Linked DNA regions of Sus scrofa: region 1 is linked to region 2. Evidence: chromatin contacts called from public Hi-C data. All regions are on one chromosome and are shown on one strand. The core of a region is the stretch at or near the end of the contact, and the rest is flanking DNA. Distances in the headings are between cores, read along the strand shown.

The links. A called contact is a pair of places that touch in the nucleus more often than the background predicts.
Region 1: a contact with region 2 is called in a Hi-C map of liver, with 4 times the contacts expected there. The contact joins two enhancer-like sites. A contact is called at or near these places in 1 of 5 promoter capture datasets (fetal liver), 10 of 47 Hi-C or Micro-C datasets (alveolar macrophages, embryonic fibroblasts, heart right ventricle and 6 more) and 1 of 2 datasets of contacts at active chromatin or transcription factors (alveolar macrophages).

The regions. Positions count from the first base shown.
Region 1 is chr4:2,610,410-2,615,527 of Sscrofa11.1, forward strand. No RefSeq gene overlaps it. Among named protein-coding and RNA genes, the nearest start is that of DENND3, 35 kb to the left of the region's middle. Within about 2 kb of position 3,147, at least 52 of the 83 cell types and tissues checked have an H3K27ac peak or open chromatin away from gene starts, as enhancers often do. A contact at or near this core is called in alveolar macrophages, embryonic fibroblasts, fetal liver and 3 more, where this site is marked.
Region 2 is chr4:2,418,884-2,424,028 of Sscrofa11.1, forward strand. No RefSeq gene overlaps it. Among named protein-coding and RNA genes, the nearest start is that of GPR20, 26 kb to the left of the region's middle. Within about 2 kb of position 3,833, at least 60 of the 83 cell types and tissues checked have an H3K27ac peak or open chromatin away from gene starts, as enhancers often do. A contact at or near this core is called in alveolar macrophages, embryonic fibroblasts, fetal liver and 3 more, where this site is marked.

The DNA of each region.
Region 1 (5,118 bases), core at 1,897-4,396, 190 kb after region 2:
TGGCGTGCCTCTTTGCCCTACCCCAGGGCAGGTGATCTCACCACAACATAATGTCAGGAGATGACTCCATGACAGAGCTTCGGGTTCTGAGCTGACCCCTCTCTGTAAATGCATATTTTGTCTATTGTCACATCCCCCAGACCTGGTAGTGCCCGGCACATGGTAGGGCCTCAATAAATATATACTGAATGAATAAATGAAAAAAGAGTTACACCACTGGGTGGCAGTGGGTTTATAAGTGGGTTTTTTTTTTTGGTTATTAAAAATGTTTTTGCATTTATTACACAAAATTTCAATGTCAGGGGGGAAAATGCAGTTATTGCAAAACCTGCACAGCTGGTGTGGCCACAGGGAAATGAAGGGGCTTTTGGCCCAAGCAGCACTGCAGCTCCCTTAGAGTCACAATGACTAATGTGACATCCACACGTGGCCAAGATGTGGACGGGCAGGAAAGAACCAAGCGGGGGGTGGGGGAGCTGGGTGGGGCCTTTCCTCTGTCTCTGTCTCTGTCTGTCTCTCTCGCTCTCGTTTCCGCTCTGGTTATCACATTGCTGAGATGAACCATTAAATTCAGGAAGGAAGACAGTGGGGGTGTGGTCACGGAGGTGTTGGGCTGTGGGGGTGTAAGGGATGCAGGGGTTCAGGGCAGCTCAGTTCACTTCTAGGAGCCTCGGTTTTCCCATCTGTCAAGTGGGCTTGCAGACTGGCTACTGTGAGAGGTGATGGCTGCCATCCCTGGGCTTGGTTCTAACCCTGTCCTCGGGGCGGCTTCACTTCCTTCCCTTTTTCCTGCCCCGCTGCTCACAGGGTTAAGCAAGACTTTGCTTGTTTACTGGCTGCAAGACCTGAGCTTGCAGCAGCTGTCTCATCTCTGCCACTTAGCAATGGGCACCGCACCCATTGAAAGTGGGCACAGCAGGGCCACCTCCCTGGGCTTTCGAGGGGGCTCACTCTTCCCTTAGATACCTGTGCACAGAGGACTCTCTGGCCCCTCCTGCGCGGGACCAACAGCTTGGCTCCAGGCTCTGCCTCTGCTGCCCTGTCCTTCTCCTCTCTATCCCTGTACTGGCAGGTCCTGAGCTGGCCCTGAGCGAAGCCAGACTCTGCTCTTTTCTTCAAAGCCAAAAAACAAAGGCTTGCATCATGTGCTATTGCTCAGCACTTTGGGAGAAGAGGGTAAATATGAGGCAGAACTCCAGAGAGGCAGGGCCCATCTCCAGGTTAAACTCCTGCTCTGTGCTGCTCTCTGCCAGACATCCTACAATATGGTCTGGTTATAATATTGTTACAGGTAAGTCATCCTCTTCTTACAGACGAGACCAAGTTTACCACATAGTCTGGCTCCTAATAGACTTCGAAAAATATCTGTTGGATCGGTGCATGGACGATGGATGGACAGAAAGGTGGGTGAATGGACGGATGGATGGAAGGATGGACGGATAGATGGATGGATGAGAGTATAACTTGCCTACTCAGAGCTTGCCAATGGCAGAGCTGGCGAGGGTCCTACTTCAAGTGCAGGCTCTTCCTTCTTGTCCTCTGGAGTCGGTCACTGAATCTACACGTCGGCAGCTCCCACATTTATATCCTTATCCTAACCCCTCCCTGAGTCCCAGCACCTTCTCTCTGAGGTGGCTAGGTTTCTCCTTCTGGACATTTCGGGGCAGGGCCAGTCTCACGGACATGCCACGTGTGCAGACGCACAGGCCACACACAGAAGAGCCCCACACTTGGTTTAATGCTCTGCTGTTGCCATCATGAAATGATCGGTATTTTATCTTTGAACGTGTGCTTCCTAACTGAAGTCTCATGGGGCAATGGAAGAAGAATGTGAGCAGGGGAGATTCATGCAGTACCCTTATTTCTGGTTCCTCGTGGCCCCACACACATGCTGTGTTTGAGATGCCACTGGAGCACCGAATTCTGGCGGACCCACCATCTACCCCTGCACCCACTCACCCGTCATCTACCCATCCACCCATCTGTCCACCTTCCATCCCTCCACCTGTGAGTACAAGGTCGTGTACTGTGGGTGTGGCCAGTTTCCACAGAAGACCGGTAGACGGTGCACCTGCCAAGAGTGACACCAAAACGGCAGAGTGAGCTTTGTATACTTACCACTCTTCTGGCAAGGACAAAATACACTTGCACGTACAAACGGCAAAATACAAATTGTGCAATGGTAGTGAGTCCACGTACAAGCTAAGTACTTTGCATTTAAAAGTGGTCCCTACAACACAAAAATGAACATCAAAAAATTCAAAATTGTGTTTATTTTGTTTCATTGGTATTATAAATTTAATTGGTATTTCTTCAAAACACAGGAGTTCCCGTCATGGTGCTGAGGAAATGAATCCAACTAGGAACCATGAGGTTTCAGGTTCAATCCCTGGCCTCGCTCAATGGGTTAAGGATCCGGCAGTGCTGTGAGCTGTGGCGTAGGTCGCAGATGTGGCTCAGATCCCACGTTGCTTTGGCTGTGGTGGAGGCCGGCAGCTGAAGCTCCCATTGGACCCCTAGCCTGGGAACCTCCATATGCCTGGGGTGAGGACCTAAAAAGAAAAAAAAAAAAAAAAGATGTAAATTTTTTCACTTTTCCTTACTTAGAATGACACTAAATAGCCAATTAAACACATGGTGACAGGGACTTCCCATTGTGGGGCAGCAAAAACGAATCCCAGTAGTACCCATGAGGACGTGGGTTTGATCCCTGGCTTCGCCCAGTGGGTGGGAGATCGGCACTGAGCTGCGACGTAGGTCGCAGCCGAGGCAAACACACAAAAACACCGAACAAAACAAACAAACAAACAAAAACAAGAACACCGGAGGAATGATGGAATGATGGGACGAGGCCCTGAGCCCGCAGACCCGGAGTTCTGCCCCCTAGAGGGCGGGGCGGACGATCTTGACCTTGACCCTTTCCCTCCCAGCGGACTGTCGGCGGCGTCTGCAGCCGTTCCCTGGTTCCTCGTCGGTGGATTCCTTCACTCCGCAGCGCGTTCTTCTCCCCCAGGAAGAGACCAGCTGGGGACTCAGGCCGGGGAAGGAGCCGCCGGAGGGGCAGCGCGGGAAAGGCGAGCGCCTCCCCCCAGCTCTGCCCGCCCGGCTTCGCCCCGCCTCCCCGGCCGGCCCTTCCTACGGGGCGGAGTGTGCGCCCCCTGCTGGGAGCGGGGAGAAGGGCCCGGACCGGGTCCCGCGGTCGCTCGCGTTTGTCTCCAAGCCTCTGAGCCTCGGTGGGGCGGAAGACAGCTCCAGCGTTCAGGGTTCCAAAGGCACTCGCCCTTTGACCCTGCCATCCCACTCCTAGGGATTTCGTGCAAGCACGTCCACACCTACAGGGCAAGATGACGGAGAAGACGTGGGTACGAGGTTATCGCTGATAAATAAGCAGCGTCAGGTGAGCAGGATGGACATGAGAGAAAGCCCTGCGGTCAGAGGGACGGAAGGGGGGCCAGCGGTGCTCAGCGGTCTTGGCTCCCGTCCCGAGCGGCACTCCCTGGACAAAGATTCCTGGGGGTGGGGACCGGGGGCCAGAGGGCAGTGTGGGGTGGGGTGCCAGGCGGAATGTCCTCAGGTGACGTCACAGGAAGGCTGAGCCAGATCCTGCAGGGGACTCTGGAGGGTGAGCGAAGCCTCATCATCCTTGGGGCTAAGTTAGGACCTGCCCCCCAGCCCAAGGCAAGGGGGAGGGGCCTTAGTTCTCCCTGCCAATCAGTCGCTGAGCCAGGGTCTGTTCTCCAAATGGGAGCCTTAGGCGCCAGCCCTGGGAGGGAAAGCAGCAAAGTCGGAGGAGGGGTGGTGCGCCCACCCTCCAGGGCTGAGCGGACCGGCAGAGCCCCAGCACCGGCTGCGGAAAGCGTCAGGGAACAAAGGCAAGCGGGGAAGGGCAGGCCGAGCCTACAGCCCAGCCAGGAAGGCTGGGAGCCTAGATACTGCATTTGCTCCCTGCAGGAGAGCAGGTGAATCTGGATCGGAGGCAGCCTCTGGGGGAGTCCCCAGGAAGCAGGGTGACAGGATGAGTGACCACCTTTTCCTTGTCACACTTCCGTACTTTCTTTTCATTATTATTTGTCTTTTTGGGGCCACACCCACGGCACATGGAGGTTCCCAGGCTAGGGGTCTAATGGGAGCTGTAGCTGCCTGCCTTCTATAGCAACGTGGGATCCAAGCTGTGTCTGCGACCTACACTGCAGCTCTCAGCAACGCTGGATCCCTAAACAACTGAGTAAATCAGGGATCGAACCCGCAACCTCGTGGTTCCTAGTCGGATTCGTTAACCACTGCGCCACGACAGGAATTCTTGTGCTTTCTTTTTAAAATTTCCACCAAATACCGCTTATACCTGCTCAAAAAATGACATTACATTAAAAACCAATCTTGCCACGTTCATGGACTGGAAGACTCACCATTCTCAGGTTGGGTGAACAGATCTCTGCGTGATCCCTCTCAGAATCCCAGCCAAGATAGACCTCGGGCCCCCAGAGCCTGCTTTGCCCACACACACAGAAGTCTGAAGTGGCTAGGAATTCACATCACCCCACACATAGCTTCTTTGCAGAAATTGACGGACTGATCCAAAAGTTCACCTGGGCATTGAAGAGACTATAGAATGACTAAAATAATCTTTTAAAAAAAGAGCAAAGTTGGAAAACCCACGGTCTTCATTTCAAAACTTACCGTAAAGTTACGGTAATTGAGGCTGTGTAAGGTACTGGCATAAGGGCAGAAGAATGGGTCAACGAAATAGAACTGAGGATCCGGAAATAAGCCCTCACATGTATGGACAGTTTTTTTTTTTTTTTTCAGCTGTGCCCACGGCATGTCGACATTCCCAGGCCAGGGAGAACCACAGCAGCAGCCCAAGCCACTGCAATGACAATGCTGGATCCTTAACCTGCTGCACCACAAGGGAACTCCCTGGACAATTCACTTTTGATAAGAGTTCCAAAACACTTCAATGGGGAAGGGAAGAACATTTTCAACAGAGGTGCTGGGACAACTGGATGCAAATGAATGAAGCTGACCCCTACCTCACACCACATACACAATTAGCTCAAATGGAGCAATGATCTCAGTGGAAGAGCTGCAACGATAAAATTCTTAGAAGGAAATGTAGGG
Region 2 (5,145 bases), core at 2,583-5,082:
GAGGTAGGCAAGGGGCTGGGTGCCTGGGGCTTGACCACCCAGGGCAGGAGCCCTCACCTGGCTCTGAACATGCAGCTCGGGGACCGGAACCCAGCCTGGGCTGACCCCAGAGCCAGCCCTGCATTTCTCCCACCCTGAGACGCGGGTGGAGAGGAGACACGTGCGCCCAGGCCACCCGGACCAGGACCCAGTGACCTGGCTCTGCCGGGACATTCTGCAGACTGAAGACTGGATTGAAAAGGAAAGTTCACATTCTATAAAAACCTATTTGGGGTAAGCTCTCATTTTTAATAAGTATTTAAGCCCTACAATAGCACACCACATCCAGGAATGTTTGACGGCTTTATTTTTAGCGAACATTTTGTATGAGCACCTTTTGAATTAAAAGCTCCTGAACATGTGGCAGCAGAGGAGGTGGAGCAGGGCAGAGAGTGGGCAGGGAGGGTGTCTCCCCCAGCCAAGGTGTGACTAAGGGCACGACACCCCTACAAACGGGACGGTGGACCAACCGGGAGGGGAAGGTGGGGCAGACGAGACGCGATGCCATCAGGGATGCTGAACTGCTCATTCATTACAGACCTTGCCACGCTCGGGATCTGAGGGGGCGCTTTACCGTCTCACCCCTGCTCTTCCCCGGCCAGCCTCGCCGGGACGGGGCGCGGGTGGGGGCTGCATCCCAGTTTACAGGGAGTCAACAGGCACCAGGGCACACGGGCCTCGGGGAATCCTGCCAAGGCCCAAGCTGGATGTACCTCTTGGGTTAAGCGCTCCGTTTGAAAGCCAGAAGGTCCCCTCCTATCCCACCTTTCCAGCATCCCTCAGGAAGCCCTAGCTAACGCAGCCAGCCGAGTAAGGGCTAAAAAATGTCCACGGATGTGGAAGGAGGAGATACGACTGCTTCTGTTCACAGATAACCTGATCATCCACGTAGAAAATTCCAGAGAATCAACAACAAAACCCCGGACGCTGCTGAGCAATTACAGCAAAAGTTACAGGAAATGAGGGTCGGGCCGGTGATAAAAAGAAATGAGCTATCAAGTAACAAAGAGACACAGAAGAAGCTTAGAAATGCGTCCTGCTAAATGAGAGGGGTCATTCTGAAAAGGCTTTGTACTGTATGATTACAACAGCAATGCATCCTGATAAAGGCAAAATTGTGGAGATGGTAAAAAAAAAAAAAAAAAAATCTGTGGTTGCCAGGCGTTCAAGGGCATAGGGCGGGGGGGGGGGGGTTGGATGAACAAATGGATGGCAGAGACTTTTTAGGACAGTGGAACAGTCCTGCAGGATGCTGTAGGGGGGATACATGTCATTATTCATTTGTCACAACCTTCAAAGCGTAAAAACATAGTGTCAACCCCATTGTAAAGCGGGGACTTGAGTTAGTGAAAATGTATCAGTATTGGCTCATCAGTTGTAACAAAGGCACCAGCCCATGCAAGCTATTAACAATGGGCAACACTGCGGAGGCGGGCAGAGGCCAAGGGGTATATAGGAACTCTGTGCCTTCTGCTCAGGTTTTCTGTAACCTGAAAATTACTTGAAAAAAATGAAGTGTCTTAAATAAATAAACAGCCCTGCTGCATGTAGCAGTACATACATAAAAAACAAAAAAACAAAAAAAAAACGGAAGGCACAGAAGACCCCCAGCACCCCTCGATATCACTGTGATACCCAAGAAGGGCTAGGCTCGGGGTACTGCGAGTGGTATCAGGCGGGAGCCCCCAGCTGAAAGAGCCGCCTTGACCAGGCTCCAGCCATAGCAGGTGAAGCCAGATCCAGAACACTGCCGTCCACCTCTCTGGGCTTCCTCTGCTGTGTGATGCAGGGTGTTCCAGGGCCTTCTCGGGGCTCACTTTGCTCTCTGCAGGATGAAAGAGCAGGCCACTTGCAGCAGGACTCAGGCTCTGGGGTCTGCTGGGCCGGGGGCACAGGTGGGGAAGGTCCTGCCTGATGCACCTCTTCCTGATCTCCACCCCAAGTTACCCTGAATTCTCACAGCATATTTTTTCAATCACACCCTAGTACCCTATTTGATAGAGGAGGACACTGAAACTCAGAGAGGTAAAGGGACTTGCCCACGGGCACACAGCTCTTTCATGGCAGAGCAGAGTTTGAATCCAGGACCCCCAAGAGCAGCCTCCCTTCCCCTCCATCTCAGCTGCCTAGTTAATCAGCTTCATTGAGCCAGTTTTCAGGGGTCCCACCAGGATTAGGGTGGGGTTTGAAAGATGAATCAGGTGCTCCCCACCCCATCAGCACGTAGGCAAGGTTCCACCCAGGTTCCACCCACCCCCCACACACCCACGCGGGGTGACCTTGGGCAAGTTACCTAACCTCTCTGAGCTCCTGTTTCCTAGTCTGTCGATGGGCCGTTAAGAGGATTTATTTCCTTTATAAATAAGAGATAATGCAAAAAAACAAAGCCTGCTGCACAGAACAGCCCTAGGAAGTGTCAGCTGCTGGCAGCACCTCATGAGTGTTTGCTTAACCCAGGAATGTTATAGGATCAAAGCCAGGCGACCCCTCTGGTGGGGTTTCAGGGCTGTGACAGCGGCTGAGGGAAGGGGGAGCCCTGCAAAGACCCGAGGCCCACATCAAGGCCCCTCACGGTGTGCTGGGTCACCAGAGAGCTGGCCGTGGGGATTAGGGGGCCCAGGATAGATCTTATCGGATCAAATGCTGCCCTCCCCTCAGGGAATTTATAATAAGTGCTCCTTTCTGCTCAGCACTGGCCTGTCTCCAGTGCGGTGTGGCACTCTCCCACCCTTGGCCCAGAACCCCACCTCTGAACAAGTGACCCCTCTTCCATCAAAATCCCAGACTGAGAAGAGGAACAGCTGGCAGCAGAGCCCAGGACTGGCTCTCACCTTGCCCCCGCTGCCCTGGCTTCATCTGCACTCCTCAGGCCTGTGTGCAGACCTGGGACCCACAACAGGAAGGCTGAGCTAGTCCAGCTCTGCAGAATCCCCACCAGCAGGCGGCTGGGGAAAATGAGGCTCAGAGGTTTAAGGAGGCATCCATGGCCACCCAGGGGCTCCTCTCCTTCTCTGAACTTCCAGCCCATGCCACCCATGCCCAGGGCCCAACCTCAGCCCAGCTCCATCCCCATCTCCTGGTCCAGTGCTGCTCTCCAGCGGGTGCTGGGCCCGTTCTCCCACCTTTTTTTTCCCAAAAGGGCCAGTCTGGCAAGGACCGCTCAGGATAGGGGAACCGAGAGGGAATAAAGTCTGATACAGTTGAAAGTGGAAGCAAAAGCCCCAGTGGGAGGGATGGGTGAAGGCAGGGCCAGAACACAGCATGATGCTTCAGGGGCCCACTAGCTTCCAGGAGACGTGTGGCATGAACTCTGGGCCCTGAGAAGCGGAACAAAGTCCTGGAGAGTAACCCCGATCAGGCCGCCAGGCTCCCCCTCCAGCCCACCTGCAGCCTACGTAGGGGGAGCCTAGCCTTCAGCTCCTCCCACCACCGCCCACCCATGGAGGCGGGACCAGCAGACGATGCACCCCGTCTTCCCCAAGTTCATTCTCCATGAGCAGATAAAAGATTAGGAAGGTGAGGCAAACACTGCCTTTATTCCCGAGTCAGCGGATTCTGGAGAGGGTGCTCAAGCACAGAGCCACAGTGGGCTCCCTCTCAGTCCTTACCGGAACCAGGCAAAGTCCGGATCCCCGGGGGCCCTGTGACTCAGACTGTAAGAGCCGCGCAGAAGGCGCGCAGCCTGCGGGCAAGGCTCCCGCGGTTGGGCATGCGCAGAGGGCACCCCCGCCCCCCCCCCGCAGGCCGGGCTCCGGGCTTGGGCATGCGCAGAGGACACACCGCCTGCGGGCGGGGCTCCCGGGCTGAGCATGCGCACGGCGTCCTCCTCACCCCGGGGGCGGCGGGGGCGGCGGGGGCCCTGGAGCAGCACCTGGGAGAGCGCGCTCGAGGGGCAAGGGCTTCCGGCGGGGGGAGGGCGCCCCCGGGCTCCGCGCACCCGCTCTCCCGGCCAACCTGTCCGGAGGCCGGGTGGTTTGCCTCCTGCGTGCCGTGCCGCAGCCACCCACCTCTGCCCTTGTCCTGTCCGAGCTCGCGGGCCCCACGCGCGCTTCCTGGGAGCCAGGCTGTGCTTTTAGGTCAGATCATACCAACCCTGCTCAGCCCCGGCTCCCGCTGCTCTTAGCTGAGAGGACCACCCTCCCCGCCAAATCCCCAGGGCCCAGCACAGGGGCTGGCACTTGGTAGACGCTCAGTAGATATTTGGGGTGGGGAGGGAAGGGCAGGGGAGAGTGGCACCCCAAGCCGGGCATCGTGAGCTCGTTGGAGGACCCCACGCCCGTCTCCTGAAGGAGGATGCACGCAGTGAGGGAGTTGGGGCTGCCGGCCTGGGAGCCGGGTTCAGCTCAGGTGAGCAGAGGCCTCACGCCAGCAATGAGGAACGACCGGAAACTTCCACGATGTGGCTACAGACGGCTCTCCTGCGGACACACAGGATCCCGTTGAACTTGCACCCTGGCCTGTGAGAGAGGCGTCCAGTGCCCCCGTTCCACAGAGGAGCAAGTGGGACGTGAGACCCTTCGGCCAGGGTGTGCTCCTGACCCGGTGCTCTGCCGCCCTGAGTCCTGGCGCAGAGGCTGGGGCTGCACAGCCGTCTGGCCCGTGTTCCCCGAGAGCCCTGCTGGCTCGTTGGGGCAGCCCCATCGTGCTCCCAGCGCCTCAGGACCGCCAGGCCTGGTGCTGGCCCTCCCGTGGGCCCCGGGCCCTCGCCTTCTGCAGCTGCTGGGCCGCCCTGGCTGAGCGCCCACCAGCGTGTCAAGTGCTTCCCGAGGGAGTCCCCAGGGCGGCCCCCGGCCTGCCGCCTGCTGCACAGTGCATCTAAGAGGAGGCCTTCCTTCCGGGCGCATCCGCCAGGGCCGCCAGGGTCAGGCCTTGGGTCACCCTCCAGCTGCGACAGGAAGCCTCACATTAGTCTGGAGTGGGGGGCAGGCAGGGGCCGGGAGACTGACCCGGGCGGCTGGGGACACCAGCTGTCTGGGCTGAAATCAACTCAGGCAGTTGTGCAGCTCTGTGACCTGCCCACTGGACGCTTGCTACCTTCTGGGCCATCTGGGAGTTCCTCCTGTGTGCCCTCCCATCTGAAGCGGGAGCCCAGTGCCAGCCCCAACT